Regions from separate parts of the Mus musculus genome. Here regions 2 and 3 are each linked to region 1. The links are chromatin contacts, called in public Hi-C maps. All regions are on one chromosome and are shown on one strand. The core of a region is the stretch at or near the end of the contact, and the rest is flanking DNA. Distances in the headings are between cores, read along the strand shown. Region 1 overlaps 4930555G07Rik (RIKEN cDNA 4930555G07 gene). Region 2 overlaps 1700113H08Rik (RIKEN cDNA 1700113H08 gene). Region 3 has its middle 7.0 kb from the start of Gm29915.

Region 1 (2,826 bases), core at 107-2,606:
GCTCCCGAGTACTGGTTAGTTCATATTGTTGTTCCACCTATAGGGTTGCAGTTCCCTTTAGCTCCTTGGGTAATTTCTCTAGCTCCTCCATTGGGAGCCGTGTGACCCATCCAATAGCTGACTGTGATCATCCACTTCTGTGTTTGCTAGGCCCCGGCATAGTCTCACAAGAGAGAGCTATATCTGGGTCCTTTCAGCGAAATCTTGCTAGTGTATGCAATGGTGTCAGCATTTGGAAGCTGATTATGGGATGGATCACTGCATATGGCAATCACTAGATGGTCCATCCTTTCGTCACAGCTCCAAATTTTGTCTCTGTAACTCCTTCCATGGGTGTTTTGTTCCCATTTCTAAGAAAGGGTAAAGTGTCCACACTTTGGTCTTGTTCTTCTTGAATTTCATGCGTTTTCAGCCTGATTTCTTATAGAACCCAGGACCTCCATCCCAGGGATGGCATAACCATAAAGGCCTGGGTCTTCTCTCATTGATGACTAATTGAGAAACACCTTACAGCTGGCTCTCGTGGAGGCATTTCCTCAACTGAGGCTCCTTCCTCTCTGATGACTCTAGCTTGTGGCAAATTGGCACACGAAACAAGCCAATACATGTACCAGGGATGGTGGGGGATAAAGGCAGCTCCTTTCCATCAGGTTGTTCAAAGAGCATAGGAGAATTTCTAGGCAATAATACCACTTTAATCTTTATGGTTAAGTGCTAGAATGGACATATTCGAGAATACAACAGAAAACTGTAGAAAGCCAGATCTAGGATGCTGACCACTAGGAGGGTTTTTAGGGCAACCAGCAGAAATGTTTCTTATAATTTGTGGCATATAGACATTTGCAGGATATTTCCAGGGGGCAGTTGTGTGGGTGAGTACATGATTTAAAACGACGACATAAAATCCAATGGCGTGTGCATATTTTTACAGTCACCTGTCATGCTAACTCTGCCTCTCTGAGACCTTCCTCCTGAGTTACCTCAGCATTCACTTAGCTTTAGTGGAAGTAAGGCTAGTCTTTCCCTGAGTGGTTTGATGGGGTAGGCTGTTGCTGAAGATGTTAAAAATACAAGCAAACCTGCTAATCATTGCCAACAAAGCGGCTTAATCCTGGCTGACAGGCGATTTGTTTTGCAGCCTTTGGGGCAACAGAGAGATTGGAGTTTATAAAAAGAGGTAAATAGTCAGTTAGAGATTAGAAGCCCAAGCAAAGGGAAAGAGTCCTCTCCCCGCAGACCACACACTGATAGGGAATCTCCCTTGAGCAATTGTTCCACAGCAGTTCGTGTTTCTCCTCCCTCCCAAGCTTGGCTTCTCCAGTGCCCCTCCCTCTACCACCAAAGGCTTGATTGGCACTTGTCACTGCTGACAGAGAGGACACAGCCTCAGGAAGGAGGGAGGGGCTGCAGGAGGCAGGCCCTCAAAAGCCCCAGGAGTCAAAAGATGATTCAGTCTTTCTGCATGTGTATTGTCTCTCTCTCTAAATTATTCAAATCTGGGTGGTATCTTGGACAAGTGGCATTTTGACACAGCTTAAGGGATTGTCTCACTAACACTATTGAGCCAAAGCTGCCATCCTTTCAAAAATGTAAAAAGAGAGATCTTTACTATAATCTGATGTGTCTACAGGTGGAAGACAGTTACATTCAAAATCTTAAAATATTTTGATCAACTTATATTTATTTTTGACTTACTGTTTCATTCGATTCATGTAAGGGTGATCTTTATTAGCTAAAAGAAAGGAAAAAGCTCTTATTTGAGTCTTCTTTGAGAGTATCAAGAGCAGCTAGGTCCCTGTCAGATGCTTGTAAGACATGGCAAGGTTGCAAGCCAGCTGGCAAAGAATGCAAGTGTGGAATTTTCTAGATCAAAAAAAGTTTATTATTGTTTAATAACATCTTGAGTGTGGGATCTATAAGAAACTAGGCCTGGGGTTTCTCACGTCCTGATGCTAGACCAGGCATCCCATTCTTAGCTGTGGGCTCTTGGAATAGTAACAGCATAGCTCTACACTATATTTTCCCCATCTGGCAAACATGGAAGAAAACAGACCCCGTCTTCCTCTGATTTTAGCATCATGGAATTAATCGTTGAGTTATTTTTACACTCTTCTTTTCAGTGTAACATCACCTTTGTGGATGAAGACACTTACCAGAATTTAAATATGCAGTTGGCCTCTCTCACAACTTGTTTGTGCCTTGGCAGCAGGTTTGTACTGGACATCACTGAGTGGGATGACCAATAACGGCTGGAAGAGACAGGAGTTAGAATCTCCTGACTCAGTGTCAAACAATTCACTCTTCTACTTCTGTTGTCTTACTTCTGAAGTTTTATTTATTTGTTTTATCTGCAGATGGCAACCTAGATTTTTGTTTCCAGCATAGCGGGTTTTGCAGTAAATTTCATGCAGAAACATCTTCTCAAAACTGCTAATAAAACCAACAGGGTGCAGTGGCTGGTTAGCTTCTTAGGAAAGGATAAATGACATAGTTAACGAAAGCTAAAGCAGAGCCCCTTTGAGTGAACTGTTCTACTTAAAGCTCATATAACCTCTGAGTTGCATGTGGTCCTTTCTTATTTCTCTTTAGTTTGCTCCCCGGTTTAATAAAATAAAAATACAGAATAGCCAAGAAATATGCAACTAAAACAACGAAGAATAATTGCATAGTATCTAGGATAAATTTAGAGCAAGTGGCTATTTTCTATTTATCTGAAATTCAAATTAAACTGGGCATTCTGTGCTTTATCTGACAACTCCTAAAAAGCCTCCAGCTTGCCTTTCAGAGGCTGGACAGGTCTGCTCTTGCCAGAGTTTTAGTATTAGC
Region 2 (2,873 bases), core at 297-2,796, 190 kb before region 1:
GGGCGGGAGAGGCAAATGGTCTGAGGTGTCTTAACAAATTGGAGCAGGATGCAGGGCTTGAATCGAGAGTTCATGGTCTCATCCTATTTTATTCTGCTCTAGACATTAGTTAAATGCTTTATAAAAGGTCTTTATAAAAGGTTTCCCACTAATGCATTTTGGTGAAAATAACATGAAATCTAGATTAACCGCACCCCCCAAAACAAAACAACAACAACAAAAAAAACCCCAAAAAACAACAGTCTCCCCCACCACTCCGTGTCCTGTGGTATTAGTCTTCTGATTCCTTTGGAACACAGTTTCCCAAGGCAGAAGGCAGAAACATTTCCCTTATTGTAAGCATGGTGGTTGGTAGCTTTAGGTGGACACTGTGTCTGAGTGATGAAATTCAGGATAAATATTAATGAAGTGGCTGTCTCTGCCCAGCCTTGGGCATGTTTTCACATGGGTTGATTCTTACTAGATGTGTGTGTGTGGGGGGGGGGGGGGGGGAAGCAAGCATAAAGGCACGGAGGCTCCTGAAGCTATTCCTTCCAAGCTCACAGATCCCATCCAGTGTGTTGCTCATTGAGCAGGGCCCCTGCACAGCATCTTATGTGCTCAGGATGTAGAAGAAACGGGGAGGAACTACGGACAGTACAGGCTCTGATCCCATTGGAGATGGTCCTGCCAGGGCTTCCTCTCCGCAGGGTGACTGGTGTGCATGTATTTCCAAATGAGGAATCATGAGTGTTCCTCACCAGTCAAAGTGGCCCAGATGTCACTCACCCTGTGTAAAAAAAATGAAGACAAAGCTATAAACCATTATGCTATGCACTTTGAAATCCAGCTTCGGGAAATAGAATAGAATAATTGTTTTTTTTTTCTTTACATGAAACAATAAAGAAAACCCCACCATAGGTTGTTTATACACGTCTGTGGTTCTCTCTGGAGGGTGCCATTTTCAACTTGTTATTAAAGGGGATGCTGAGAGTTCTGACTTCACTGAGAATTTTAAGCTATTACAGTCTGGGCTATTTCCCTCCCTCCTGACACTCATTAAATTTTAGCTAGATGCACACTTTCTGTGTTCACCTGTGGGGGAAGACATATCTGAAATAAATATCTGTCAGGTATGTTGTTACTCTCAAAAATACGTCTAGTTTTAAGCCCCGGAAGAGGAGTGTGCTTAAAGGAAACACACGTTGTCAGCGGCATGTAGTAGAAGCTCATGTTCCAACAGAGGGGGCCCAGGATGTTCTCAGAAGTTCCCTGGCACATTTAATACTAGAAGGCTGGTTTGAAATTTTCCCATTCAACTCTACTAAAGAGTTGGGGGGGGGGGAGAAAAAAAACCACTTATCTTAAAGATTCATGATTCAAGCGGCCAATAGAACCTGCAGTTACCATAGTGCTGGGCCCTAGATTTCCCTTTAATGTAATTAAGCCTCAAGATTTATGAATACAACAGGCCAGAACTTGATCCGTGTTCGTTTTCAATTACTGCAGTGAAAGGGCTCTATCCAGATGTCTCTATTTATAGCATTCAAGCAGGCTGGGCCAGGGGATGGGGGTGGAGGGGGGGTCCAAATTGTCAACTTGTTAATTCTTCACAGAGGGTACTCAGCTGAGGTTCTGGCTTTGACCTTTTGACAAAAGGCTAGAGGCCCTGGGGGCGAGGGCATCAATGCTTCCAGGGACAACACGGGGAGCCCCAGGGGTCACTCTCTCTGCTTTGTAGGTATTTGTGTAATAATGGGGTCCGTTCCTTATTTTTTTTTATTTCTGTTACAGTTCTGGGAACATGGAAGGGGGGAAAACTGGCTCCAATGTAGATGTGAAAGACAAACATATATAATGAGAGCATCAGGTGTCCCCTGGCAACAGTAACTGGGATAAAATGCTACAGGGGAACACACAGTATGCAGTGACCCACATAATCGGGCCTATTTTGGGAGTATTGTTTTATTTTTCTTTTGAAGGGTGTTGTGTCTTTTTTTTTTTTTAATGTTCCCAGGTCTGCAATTTAGTTTTGCCAGGATTATCAGGACCTGTGTGTCTTTTCTCTCGACACAGTTAAAGGCTTATTTCTTTTTGGGAACAGGTTTTTAGCCACCAGAAACCCACCTGCTAGGGAAGCCTAAAAAAAAAAATCCATTTTCTTCTCTTTAATTAATTAATTTATTTATTTATCTTTGAAAAAGATTTCTGTGCTTTCCAGGACCACTCTACAGGCTTCTCGGACATGTGCAAAGTGTTTTCTTACACAAATGTGGATGTCTGCGTTGGAGATATCATTTTAAAAGGAAAATCCCAAACAAAAGGCTTAGAAATAAGAGCCCAGCGGGGGACGCAGACCCACTAATGAAACGGACCGCATCCAGTAAAAAGCCCCAAATCCTGCCCAGAGTTTTCCTTGGTGGCTCCCGTCCATCATTTCATTTTCCTAACTCACAGCCCTGAGTTGTTACCTTGTAAACAAGAATGAAGTCGGAGATTGTGTTTGCGGAACGATAATTGGTTGTTATATTAACGTGTGGCACAGTCAGAATCGTCGGTCAGTTCTCTTCTGTTTCAGACCTAAAAGGGACTGCAAACCTTCCTGGTTAGTCCCTTTAAGACAATTTTGTGTGTGTGTGTGTGTGTGTTTGAGTCATGACCTTTACAGGACTCAAATTTATTTCAATGAATTTAAACAGATTTGACTAGAACAAGGAATTTTTTGAAAATAGAGCCTCCACCCAGGCTCTGTAGCCCACTGTTGCCCTTCCTGAAACACCTCTTCCTTCTCCCGTTATTTAAGAAGTTATTTAATAATTCAGCACCAAATCTAATCAAGTTCAAAAACTTCATTATACATAAATGTACCCTTCTGGTTTCAATGAATATACTTT
Region 3 (2,720 bases), core at 67-2,566, 210 kb after region 1:
TCTGTGTCTGTCTGTCTGTCTGTCTGTCTGTCTGTCTCTCTCTCTCTCTCTCTCTTTCTCTCCTCTCTGATACAAGGTTATACCATGTAGCCCTGGCTGTCCTAGATGGAACTCACTCTGTAGACCAGGCTGGCCTTAAACTCAGGGATCCTCCTGCCACTGTTTCTCAAGTCCTGGGATTAAATGCATGAGCCGCTACCACCCAGCTAAACTAGGTTTTCCATGAAACAATATTTTAATAAAGTTGTGTTTATAGAGGCTTTTAAATGAGGGATAAAGAGAAAAAAAATGCAGTTAAATCTTGGACTCTGACTTTTGTCACAATATTTTTAGTGCAGTCATCAAGTTGGAGGAGTTTTGAACCCAAGAACCCCAGGTGCTCCAAGAAAAGGGGGTTTACAGCTCCTGCCAGCCACAACACAGAACCTGGAGGGTAAACTCCCCTAAGCCCATGCTAGGTGCTATCCTACCCAGGGAACATAAAAAAGCACATCCCTAAGTGATGGCCCCTTGTCAGGCACGCCCTTTCCCAGGTCACTTTGGTGTGAGTGCTAGGTGTGCAGCAAAGGTGGAGAGGGCCACTCTCCTGGACAGAAGAGCAGGAGCCTCACATTGGCTCTGGCTCTGCAGCTTGGTCCTAACAGCCTGGCCTGCACCTGCATCAAGAACTCCAGGCTCCTAATGAAGCTATTCACTTTTTCAATATGTCTTAAAAAGAAAAGAAAAAAAAAGTTGGAGAAAAACGAAACAAAACAAGCACAAAGTATATTTTATTGTGGCTTTTGGGATAAGGAGGGAGGGTGGGGGGACTGAGGGGGCAGTAATTTGCAGTCACCCTCACAGGAGCTTTTGAAGTTCTCCAAATAAGAAGAACTAATGCCGACTCTTTATTATTTTTTCTAAAGCCCCATTTACATTATGATTAAATACCTTCCTTGGATAAGCATAAAGAAAGTCGTTAATCTATATAGCTCTCCAAAGAATCAATACATTCTAAACTTTTGTAGGATTTGTTACACTCTATTTTCTTGTTACAGTAGGCCGGCCAGCTCTGTCTAGGCACATGGGTCTTCTTCCCCCAGCACCCCCCTCCGCACCTCCTCCAAGAATGAAAACAAAGCAAAGGTCTTTCACCGTAAACAAAACCAGCTGATTCTTCACAGAGAACCCCTGAATAGCTTGAGAAGAAGAAGAAGAAGAAGAAGGAAAAAAAAAAACTTACAATAAATGGTGCATTTTTTTCTCTGCTGGGTATAGTATTCAAGGATCAGGGCAGTATTCAAACAGAGGTCCATTTTTTTTGCTCAGCAAGAGAGTTTAGAAAAGAAGCGTGGGGTCCATTCAGAGCTTCCCCCTCACAATCACAGGGCTCTGTGAAACCTATCTTCCATGCCTTGTCAGAGTGTTTCTGGGGACCAATTAGCGCTTTGTTGCAAGGCTTCTTTGCTGAATCTTTGAGCAGCAGGAAAAAGCGCTCTTGAGTCTCCCCTTATTTTGACCATTTCAGTCATTACTCAGTGTAATAATTAATATGACAACTGGACGCTCCGGTTTGTATAGAAACACCTCAGCGACAGGAGCGAGTTTGCAGTGGGTGGTAATGAGCCGCACATCGGCTCCAGAAGCCACACACACAAAAAGGGAATGAATGGCGACAGAGAAAGAGAAGGAATAAAGATAAAATAGTTGGCACAACGCAGAGGGACATAAAACAGACTGGAACGGGGAGAGGGAGGAGGAACCGGGACAATTAGAAGGGGAGGGGTAAACACCCTGTGGAGGTTAACTTATTTTGAAACTGTTTTGTGAATAGAACCGTGGACGTGAGTGGCCAGATTTCAGTCCATCGCCCCCACCCTGTCCCCCGCCCCTTTATAGACCATCTTGGAACGAGGGGGTGAAAGCAGAGTGGGGACAGGGGCCGCTGCAGTCGTTAAATTGTTCTCAGACTCCTGGAAAGCTCACACCCTGGCTACCAACCTCAAATCCCACTCACTTGGTGCTCAGCAAAAGCCAAGTTATCTTGGAGGGACCAGAGCTATCCTACCATCCCGGGGATGAATGTAGGGGAAAAGACATTTCAGACGTGCATCAGCTCTGCACAGTCTACTGCTGCAGGGTCCGGAGCTAGCAGGGAGCTCTTGGGTAGCAGCGCAGCTACTGAGGTCCTAGTCTTGTGCTCTGCGCCCCTGGGCTGCGACCCCTATGGGATGGCATAATAAATTATTAGAGCATTTGAGTGTGTTGAGCGCAGCTCATGCTAATGAGGCAGATAAGAGCTTACCACTAAGCCCAGGAACCAAACAAAATCTCCCTAAATCCAAACTCTGCTGTTTCTGCCCCACCTTCATTCTGGAATTTCTGTCCCAAACCTTTTCCTTAATTCTGATTTTTTGCACACACCTCCCCTCCTTCAGCCACCCACTCTTCATTCCTTTCATCCAGGTGGAACTCCTTGTGAAGCCACCGCACTGCCTGCCCACTCTGAAGGTTTGCTCCCAGCCACATTGCTCAGTAAGATCACCTCTGTGACACTTTTCTTTATACAACATGGAATGAACCCTAGCTCATATCCTTAGAGTAGAACTGGAAAGCTCAGGAAATCCGGAGTTTCTGCAAGCCTGCAGATGCTTCCAGATTCAAGGGGCTAGGGGAACCTTCTGGTGGATGAAGAACAGGGGCGCCTGGCTCCCAGGAGTTCCCGATCTGCTCCTACAGCC

Evidence for each region. A called contact is a pair of places that touch in the nucleus more often than the background predicts.
Region 2: a Hi-C map of the N1E-115 cell line shows a contact between it and region 1, with 4 times the contacts expected there. The contact joins two enhancer-like sites. A contact is called at or near these places in 7 of 39 promoter capture datasets (3T3-L1-derived adipocytes, the HPC-7 cell line, cranial neural crest and 3 more), 1 of 15 datasets of contacts at CTCF or cohesin (pro-B cells), 1 of 484 Hi-C or Micro-C datasets (the N1E-115 cell line) and 1 of 115 datasets of contacts at active chromatin or transcription factors (embryonic stem cells).
Region 3: a Hi-C map of the N1E-115 cell line shows a contact between it and region 1, with 6 times the contacts expected there. The contact joins two enhancer-like sites. A contact is called at or near these places in 4 of 39 promoter capture datasets (cranial neural crest, embryonic stem cells, liver and 1 more), 1 of 484 Hi-C or Micro-C datasets (the N1E-115 cell line), 8 of 115 datasets of contacts at active chromatin or transcription factors (embryonic forebrain, embryonic hindbrain, embryonic midbrain and 5 more) and 3 of 9 other capture datasets (embryonic stem cells, embryonic tail and pancreatic islet).

Annotation. Positions count from the first base shown.
Region 1 is chr10:87,292,190-87,295,015 of GRCm38.p6, forward strand. The region is part of intron 2 of 4930555G07Rik (RIKEN cDNA 4930555G07 gene); the gene reads left to right. Among named protein-coding and RNA genes, the nearest start is that of 4930555G07Rik, 63 kb to the left of the region's middle. Within about 2 kb of position 1,357, at least 2 of the 459 cell types and tissues checked have an H3K27ac peak or open chromatin away from gene starts, as enhancers often do. A contact at or near this core is called in the N1E-115 cell line, where this site is marked.
Region 2 is chr10:87,100,250-87,103,122 of GRCm38.p6, forward strand. All of the region lies in intron 2 of 1700113H08Rik (RIKEN cDNA 1700113H08 gene), which reads left to right. Among named protein-coding and RNA genes, the nearest start is that of 1700113H08Rik, 44 kb to the left of the region's middle. Within about 2 kb of position 1,547, at least 20 of the 459 cell types and tissues checked have an H3K27ac peak or open chromatin away from gene starts, as enhancers often do. A contact at or near this core is called in the N1E-115 cell line, where this site is marked.
Region 3 is chr10:87,499,670-87,502,389 of GRCm38.p6, forward strand. No RefSeq gene overlaps it. Among named protein-coding and RNA genes, the nearest start is that of Gm29915, 7.0 kb to the right of the region's middle. Within about 2 kb of position 1,317, at least 9 of the 459 cell types and tissues checked have an H3K27ac peak or open chromatin away from gene starts, as enhancers often do. A contact at or near this core is called in the N1E-115 cell line, where this site is marked.